2 separate regions of the Rattus norvegicus genome follow, and region 2 is linked to region 1. Evidence: chromatin contacts called from public Hi-C data. All regions are on one chromosome and are shown on one strand. Each heading gives the region's core, a stretch centred on a gene start, on an enhancer-like site or on the middle of the called end of the contact. The rest is flanking DNA. Distances are from core to core; before and after follow the strand shown. Region 1 overlaps Tspear (thrombospondin-type laminin G domain and EAR repeats). Region 2 overlaps Ube2g2 (ubiquitin-conjugating enzyme E2G 2).

Region 1 (3,976 bases), core at 611-3,110:
ATCTTTTGATTGACAGGTTACCCACAATGCTTTGAAAATCTCATACACACACACACACACACACACACACACACACACACACACACACACACATATCACCTGGGACAAAGAACAAAGAGAGGAAATAGTAATGCCCCTCTCAACCCAGAACCACTCTCAACAGAGCTGCCCGCAGGCTCTGGGCCCAGTGGCCCTGGAGGGAGTCACATTGCCACACCAGGCTCCCACCCCCCTCCCCGAGCTGAGGACTGAACCCAGGACCTTTTGCTTGCAAGCGCTATACCATTGAGCTAAATCCCCAACCCCTTTAAATTATTTTTTTTGCTCTATTCCATTTTCAATTTGTTTTTGAATGTATATTGACGTTTTGCCTGCACGTATGCTGGGTGAAGATGCCCGATCCCCTAGAACCAGACAGTTGGGCGCTGCTCCATAGGTGCTGGGAATTGAACCCAGGTCCTCTGGAAGAGCAGACCGTGCGCTTAACTGCTGAGCCATCCCTCCAGCCCCAAGATAAATCTTAAAAAACAAAATAATGGAAGACGTTGCTCAGCGGGAGAGTGAGGTGTAACTCAGGAGACAAGACCTTCCCAGAATCCAACATGGGGCGGGCATTGGCTCTGCAAAAGCATTAGTGTCTTCACCCCGCCCTCTGTCTCCTCAGCGCGCTGGACTGGGAGTTCTTCTCGGTGGGAGAAGATCACTTCCTGGTGGTCGCGAACTCCTTTGACGGAAACACCTTCTCAGTGAACAGTATTATTTACAGGTAAGGACCGCTGAAGGTCAGGGGTCATCCTCCCATCTCAGGGTTCATCGTATGGGGTTGGGGGAGGGGAATTTCCATTCCCTTCAAGGGGGGCGGGGCGGAAGGTGACCCCTGGCTCAGAACAAGTCAAGACCATCAGCCTGAGGGTGCGCTTTCCCAAGTCCGACCAGGACAGGGAATCTGTCACCAGGCTGTATCAGCGACATCCCGAGGGCCACGCCCCTCAGGTAAAGACTGTCAGCTAACGACGCGTAGATGGATGGGCAAATTAGTGGGAATTTATGGGGCCTGGTTTTCCTCTAATATTGAGACACTCCCCTTGCTTTTTTTTTTTTTTTTGTCTAGTAGTTTTTTTTTTTAAGAATTATTTATTTTATGTATGTGCGTACACTGTAGCTGTCTTCAGCCACACCAGAAGAGGGCATCTGATCCCATTACAGATGGTTGTGAGCCACCATGTGGTTGCTGGGAATTGAACTCAGGACCTCTGGAAGAGCAGTCGGTTCTCTTAACCACTGAGCCATCTCTCCAGCCCTGTCTAGTAGTTTTTGAGTGCTTAACCACGAGTGGGGCGGGCTGCGTTCCCAGCCCTTTATCAGTCACCTGAAAACACTGCCAAATGGCTTTAAAGGGAGGAGTCTCAGGGCCCTAGCCACACTGGCTGTCTCTTCCATGAAGGTAGTGGCACCCTTACCTGGTAAGGCTTCAATAGCTTAGTTAGTCGCCTAACTAGCTCAAAGTTCCATCACTATCTTGGACAGCAGCAGTGGCAGCCAACCGTTCTGCTTTGTGGCTTTGATCTAAACTTTTTTTTTTAAGGTTTATTTATTTATTCTATATAAGTACGCTGTAGCTGTCTTCATGCACACCAGAAGAGGGCATCAGATCCCATTACAGATGGTGGTGAGCCACCATGTGGTTGCTGGGATTTGAACTCAGGACCTCTGGAAGAGCAGTCAGTGCTCTTAGCCGCTGAGCTATCTCTCCAGTCCTGTGGCTTTGATCTAAACGTCACAGCTAGGGAGGTGCCTCAGCCCGCCTGGCTCCTGATTTCCCTAGGCGTCCATAGCACTTAGGGCGGGAGAGGTTGACCTGCTGGTGTGATGACAGACAGTGAGAGATTTGTTTGGAGCAGAGCCACTGAGGTCAGACTCAGACTTTCTTCATCCCAGTTTCCAATTGCTGACTCAGAATTTCTGCAACCTTCTGGATTCCAACTGTAGCTCAGACTGGTTTCTGAGAGGAAGGGAAGTCTGTCTGTGACACCCTGTAGTAGTCTATAAGTTTATAAGCAGACGATGCAGCTTCTCTCTGCACCTGTCGCCAGGACAGTTTCTGGGACCTCTTTGTGATCCATCTCCCCTCACACTTACCTGCTTCTTCGGGTCTCCGCTCTCCTGAAATGCTTCGGTCACCTGCAGTTTATTAGAAAGTTAGGGCTTTGCTTGGACTTTCAGATTCATTGCTGTGGTCTTTTGAACATGACAGAGGTTTGTTAAAGGAGAGATGGCTCGGTGGCTAAGAGCACTTGCTCCTCTTTTTTATTTTTTATTTTTTCTTTTTTTCGGAGCTGGGGACTGAACCCAGGGCCTTGCGCTTGCTAGGCAAGCACTCTACCACTGAGCTAAATCCCCAACCCCTTGCTGCTCTTTCAATTTGGTTCTCAGCACCCACATGGTAACTCCCAATCATTCCACGCATGCAGTCTGGGAAGGTCACAGGACTATTCAAAATCGCAGGACACACTCCACATACACACACACACACACACACGCACACACACACACACACGCACGCATAAAATAAACTTAAGAGAAAAGTAAATTCACGTCATGCCACAGACCGTTAAGGCAACCCAGAGGGACTGGTTTCAGGTGGGCAAGGTGTCAGCAGATGACAAACAGACACAGACACAAGGTGGTCTTGGATCTGAGTGCTATTTTTCTATTCAAGCATCAGACTTTTATAATCATAAAGTGAAGCGAAAAGCAATGTTGCACATACACAGGAACAGAAAGGACAAAGGTCCCCGGGAACGGTTTTACAATGTTCTTATTAGATATTCATAGATTGGACCCAATTCCAAGAAATCAGTAAACCATTCATTTGCAAGTTGATGTTATCTCTAACGTTTGAGACAGTAGCCAAGTTGGCAAGCCACACAGTGGTACCTGTAGTCAGCAGTCAACTATCTGAGATTTTACGGTAGCCTTTCTGTTGCTTTGTGAGCTACCAAATTAGATTCATCGTATATGGGCTTCTTCCTCCTAATTTCCTCTAATATATTTAATTCCAACACTAACTCTACTTAGGGGCTGCTGTAACTGTGTAATGATACTAGCTCTATTCTCTTTAAATAATCAACACCATGGGGGTCACGACTGTGCCAATTCCCCCATAAATGGGAGTGAATAATGTGATACCTTTTCTCCGTTGTGACTGATCCATCGATTGCCAGATTCATCATAAACTCCTGTATATGGCAAGGGATCAAGGGGAGCACGCATTGGCCCCATCCTCCTTACAGGGGCGAAACTACCGGTCTCCCTGCTATAAGCCATGCCATCTGCCATCCAGGAATCTCTTAGGGATGCCACAAAGCCCCCTCTTTTTAGAGATTTCAGGGTCCTATAAAGGAAACTCATAAGAGTGAGTGACTGGAATAATTTCCTGTCTAACCATCCCCACTCTTAAGGGCTATATGTCTTTACAGGGGACTCTGGTAAAGCAATTCTTACCACTGTAGTTCAGCCAAAAGTCCCTATTCCATAAGATAAATGGTGACATTTTCCCACAGAAAGGCCAAATCCAAGTACTTTTGCACTTTCTGTGATCTTTCTTTGTCATGGGTGGATAATAGGGCAGGACATGCCCTGAGCAAAAGTACACAGGGTAGAAATGAGATAGCAAGAAAAGACGTTCCAAGCATGGCAGCCACAACCCGTGAAGCACGTATCCTTCTGAGAGCGCAGCCAACCCCTCCAGGAGACTGACTTCCTTGAAGTCGTCACCTCGGGTGAGCATGCCAGGCTTTCGCCCAGTCACACAGACTCTACTGGAGGGAGTGTGGCAACATTGAAGAATAATGGTGGCCAAGAACCTTTTGAAAAGACTTGGGAGATGTCTCAGTAAAGCGCCTACTGAAAAGGACCCAAGGTCAATCCCCACCCCCCACCCCACCTACGAAAGCCATCCCATGTGTGTAATCCC
Region 2 (3,976 bases), core at 602-3,101, 220 kb before region 1:
GCTCCCAGTGCCTCCTCTCTTGTTTCCTGGCCATGCCTGCTGCTCCTTGCTGCATTGTACCTTTTCATAAGCAGGCATTCAGACATACAGTGGGATTCCCAAAGCCGTAAGCCAAAACTTTCCTCTCTGTAAGGTGACTGTCTCAGGCACTTTGTTACAGTAATGGCCCGGTGAGTACCGTGGTTTCCATGAGGCCCTGCTTGTAGAGCAGAGCATGACAGTGACCCAGAGTCATCTTCTTCCCAGCACCACCAGAGTTACCAACACACCGAGTTCCTGTTCTTTTCCTTTCTTTATTGCCGGTCTATCTCTGGACAGTGTGGTTTCTTTTGTTTGTCTTAATAGAAATTATACAGTATATGTTTTTTGTTTGCTTTGCCCTGGAACCTCTTGCCCAGCCTCGTGTCTCAGTTCCCTTTCTCTCGAAGCCCGTGACTGACTGCAGTTCCCTCTCCTGGCTGAGTGGATTTCTTTTTATGAATAAACCAGACCCCATCTGCTCTGCTGCTGGTAGACACTGAAGTTATTTGCAGTTGTGAAAATCTCATGGTGCATATGTGCGGGTTTGCAGTGGGAGCATGATTCAGACCCATGCTGCATTTGAGTGACCAGCGAGCTTTACCAGATATGCTAAACTCTTTGTGCCTGTGGCTTTTCTGGTGCATGCCATGGTCCACCACAGCTTAGGATTTCCACTTCTACATTAGGCTTTTGGGTCTTCACCTTGTCTGGTAGGTGTTAGATGGTATCCTGTGGCTCGAACTGTGTGTCAGTGATTACGAGTGAGGTGGCAGCATCCTTTCACGTATGCAAAAGGCTAGCTCTGCCTTTTCTGTCTGTCTCTGGCAGGCTTTGCACAGGGCTGACTTTCTTGCTGGACTGTAGGGTCCTGTATGTTCGAGTGTGTCACGTCCACAGTGTGAATAGCATCTTCAGAATGCCCTGCCCTGGGACCCCTCTGTCCCCTCCTCCAGCCTCTGCATTCAGCATGGTTGCTCTGGACTTGTCTGTGCTGCAGTGTCCCCTTACCCTTACCGCAGCAAGTGATGAAATAGAACTTCTGGGCAGTTACAACTGTTGGGTAAAAGTCCTGGCAGGACTCGGCAGGGTGGAGTGAGATTTCACTATAGTTCTCTCAATCGCCTGTTAAAATGGACCAGTTGTTTACTTGGGAATTTCCACTGATATTTTGATTATCCTTAGATCTCTGTTGACCCTGAATATTCACAGACTAGGGAGCAGTGGCTGTGTTCCTTTTCTTTTCTGTTTTCTTTTTAAATTCTTTTGTTTTGCTTTAATTTTTTTTTAAGATTTGTTTATTTTATGAGTACACTGCAGCTGTCTTCAGACACACCAGAAGAGGGCATCGAATCTCATTACAGATGGTTGTGGGAATTGAACTCAGGACCTCTGGAAGAGCAGTCAGTGCTCTTAACCGCTGAGCCATCTCTCCAGCTCTTCTTTTCTTTTGAAAGGTTTTAGTTTTATTCTATGCATATGGTCTTTTGCCTATGCATATGTCTGTGTACCAAGCACATGCCCGGTGTCTGCAGAAGCCAGAGGAGGGAGTCGGATCTCCTGGAACTGAAGTTGTGAGTTGCTGTGTGAGTGCTGGGAACTGAACCTGGGTCCTCTGGAAGATCATCTCCCCAGAACAGCGTCCTTTTTAATGTAGAGTGATAGCCCATTGCATGGTCAGGCTGCACTGTTTAAACATTTGCTTCCTGATGATCTCTGGGATGTTGCCAACTTTTGGCTACGACAACAAGATCTGCTGTGAACATTGTGTGCTTTTCTCTGTGAATCACTTTCAAAATGCCTGGTCAGTGTAAAAGGACCCGCCCAGTTGTTCAGTGTGAAAGGACCCGCCCAGTTGTTGGGTGTATTTCTGTGCAGTCTCACCAGCACGCTGTCTCACCACTCTGCCCCTTCCATTCTGTTTGTTTTTCTTTTTCTTTCCCCATTGTTTGTTTTTGCAGGGTTTCTCCATGTAGTCCTGGCTGACCTGGAACTCACTGTAGACCCTGCTGACTGGAGGCCTCAGAGGGGACTTAGGCAGGTGGCATTAGGACCTGACCTGATGACTTTACTTGAAGTGTGGTTTCTTCTTCCCCTGGTTGTCTCCTCAGCATGTCCAGGAGCTTCCTGTGCAGTGTGGAGAGCATGCTGGTGTGAGCCGGATTTCCCTGGTCTCCCACTATAGGGCCTCGGTATTTTCTCAGCTTCTTGGAGGAGTAACCCCTGCAGCCATCTTTCTTGTCTTTACCAGTCAAGGCCTCTAGACACGGAACCACCGAGTTCGAGAAGAACTTATATTTTGTTCACACAGTGCCTATTTAAGCAGCTTTTAAGAAAAATAGCTTTTAAAAAAAATCACCACTTTCAGGGAATGGTCTTTGAAAGCTTCTGATATGGTTAGTAATTATTTCTCCTCTGGAACTTGTGTTTATTACTGAACATGGAGCTGTGGTTTTGCGTGCGCTTACCTGTGCACGTTGTCCTGAAGCCTCCCTGCCGCTGACTCTGTTCGTTTCTGACCAGCAGGGGTCACTGCTGGATAGCAAAGTGGGTGGGATGGCGCTGGCTGCCGTTCTGGGGACTCCCACAAAGGGACTCCCACAAAGCACACAGCTCTGCTACCTTTTGCCCTAGGCGCCCTTTGTTCACCGCATTGGGCCTCCTTCTCATCCCCACATTTCAGCAGCGCAGAACCTCTGCCTCCTGTGTTAAGTCTTACAATCAGAGAAGTCGGACTAGACTCAGATGACTGAGTACACAGCTTGGCAAGCTGCTTCTGTTCTCTGTCCCAGCCTGTGTCTGCGAAGAGGTTCAGAGGGACACTGTAGAGCCCACTGTGTAGCCAGCCTGTGCCCAAAGCCTCCATGGTACTTGGTGTCCGCCGCCTGCTTCCTTGAAGTATGCTGGCTGGCACGCACGCACGCACGCACGCACGCACGCACGCAACTGCTGGTGCTCCTGGTCTTTTCTCTCTGTCTGGCTTTCTTCAGATCTCCCCAACGCTCCCATTCACTTAAAAATCACATTGCTATTTTCTGAGTGTTTACCTGCATGTTTTAAAGTACACACCTGAGTACAGTGCCCACAGAGGCCAGAAAACGGTGTCAAATCCCCTGAAACTGTGAGCTGCCACATGGGTGCTGGGAGCCAGTCCTGGGCCCCTCCCTGTAAGAGCAGTGAATTCTCTTAACCACTGAGCCGGCTCTCCAGCCCCTCGTCCACTCCTCCCCCCACTATTTTTAACTTAGACTAATTATGGAGTGTGCTGGGGGTGTGGAAGTCCCCATGCCATGCAGTCACGGTGAGAACCAGTCCTTGCTTCCATTCTGTGCAGACATAGGCTGTCACTTAGCTACAGTGGTCCCCTGCTGAACCTTTCCATAGTCACGCCCTCTGTCGTGCATCTTTCAGCCTACCCCTCTTCCTTTTTTGGGGTGGTGGCTGGAGGCCCCAACACTATCTGGCATTGTTTGCCTTTGCAGGTTTCCTGCCCAGCCCAGCCCTCACAGCCCGTGGTGATGGACTGCTTACCTTTATGAGAACAAAGCTGAGTGCACACCAGAGTGCATGGATGAACAGGTTCATGCTGTGGGACCTCGAGTCCTTTCCAGGCTCTGCTGTAGTTCCCGTGCTGAATGCGTCCACGGCAGGATGTGCTGTCGATATTGAACGTTCCTCCTCCTCACCACCCCCCTTCTTCCATGTCGCCTTTCCACGGCTGTTAGGTATACTGTACTGCAAGGGGCAGCAGGGCGGGCAGTGAGAAGTGCTCCCTGCCCTGATGCTCTTCAGAGTAGAACTAAGGTTTTTTCTGTGAAATCAAAGACAAGCTCGCTCATCCCAGATGCTCCTGGTAGAGCGTCCACGTCTCTCTGTCCACGTGTTCTCTAAGACTTCCACTGTGCCCGACTCATGCTCTGACTGCACGCGTGTGGAAACTAGTTCAGAGTGGATAGAT

Evidence for each region. Hi-C and Micro-C count contacts between places; a contact is called where the count stands out from the background.
Region 2: a Hi-C map of liver shows a contact between it and region 1, with 4 times the contacts expected there. The contact joins two enhancer-like sites. A contact is called at or near these places in 10 of 12 Hi-C or Micro-C datasets (the A7r5 cell line, the Rat2 cell line, Schwann cells and 6 more).

The regions. Positions count from the first base shown.
Region 1 is chr20:10,773,910-10,777,885 of GRCr8, reverse strand. Tspear (thrombospondin-type laminin G domain and EAR repeats) reads left to right here. Exons shown (of 12, transcript XM_063279613.1): 11 at 665-766. Among named protein-coding and RNA genes, the nearest start is that of Lrrc3, 17 kb to the right of the region's middle. Within about 2 kb of position 1,860, at least 2 of the 93 cell types and tissues checked have an H3K27ac peak or open chromatin away from gene starts, as enhancers often do. A contact at or near this core is called in liver, where this site is marked.
Region 2 is chr20:10,998,301-11,002,276 of GRCr8, reverse strand. The region is part of intron 1 of Ube2g2 (ubiquitin-conjugating enzyme E2G 2); the gene reads left to right. Among named protein-coding and RNA genes, the nearest start is that of Ube2g2, 4.8 kb to the left of the region's middle. Within about 2 kb of position 1,851, at least 13 of the 93 cell types and tissues checked have an H3K27ac peak or open chromatin away from gene starts, as enhancers often do. A contact at or near this core is called in liver, where this site is marked.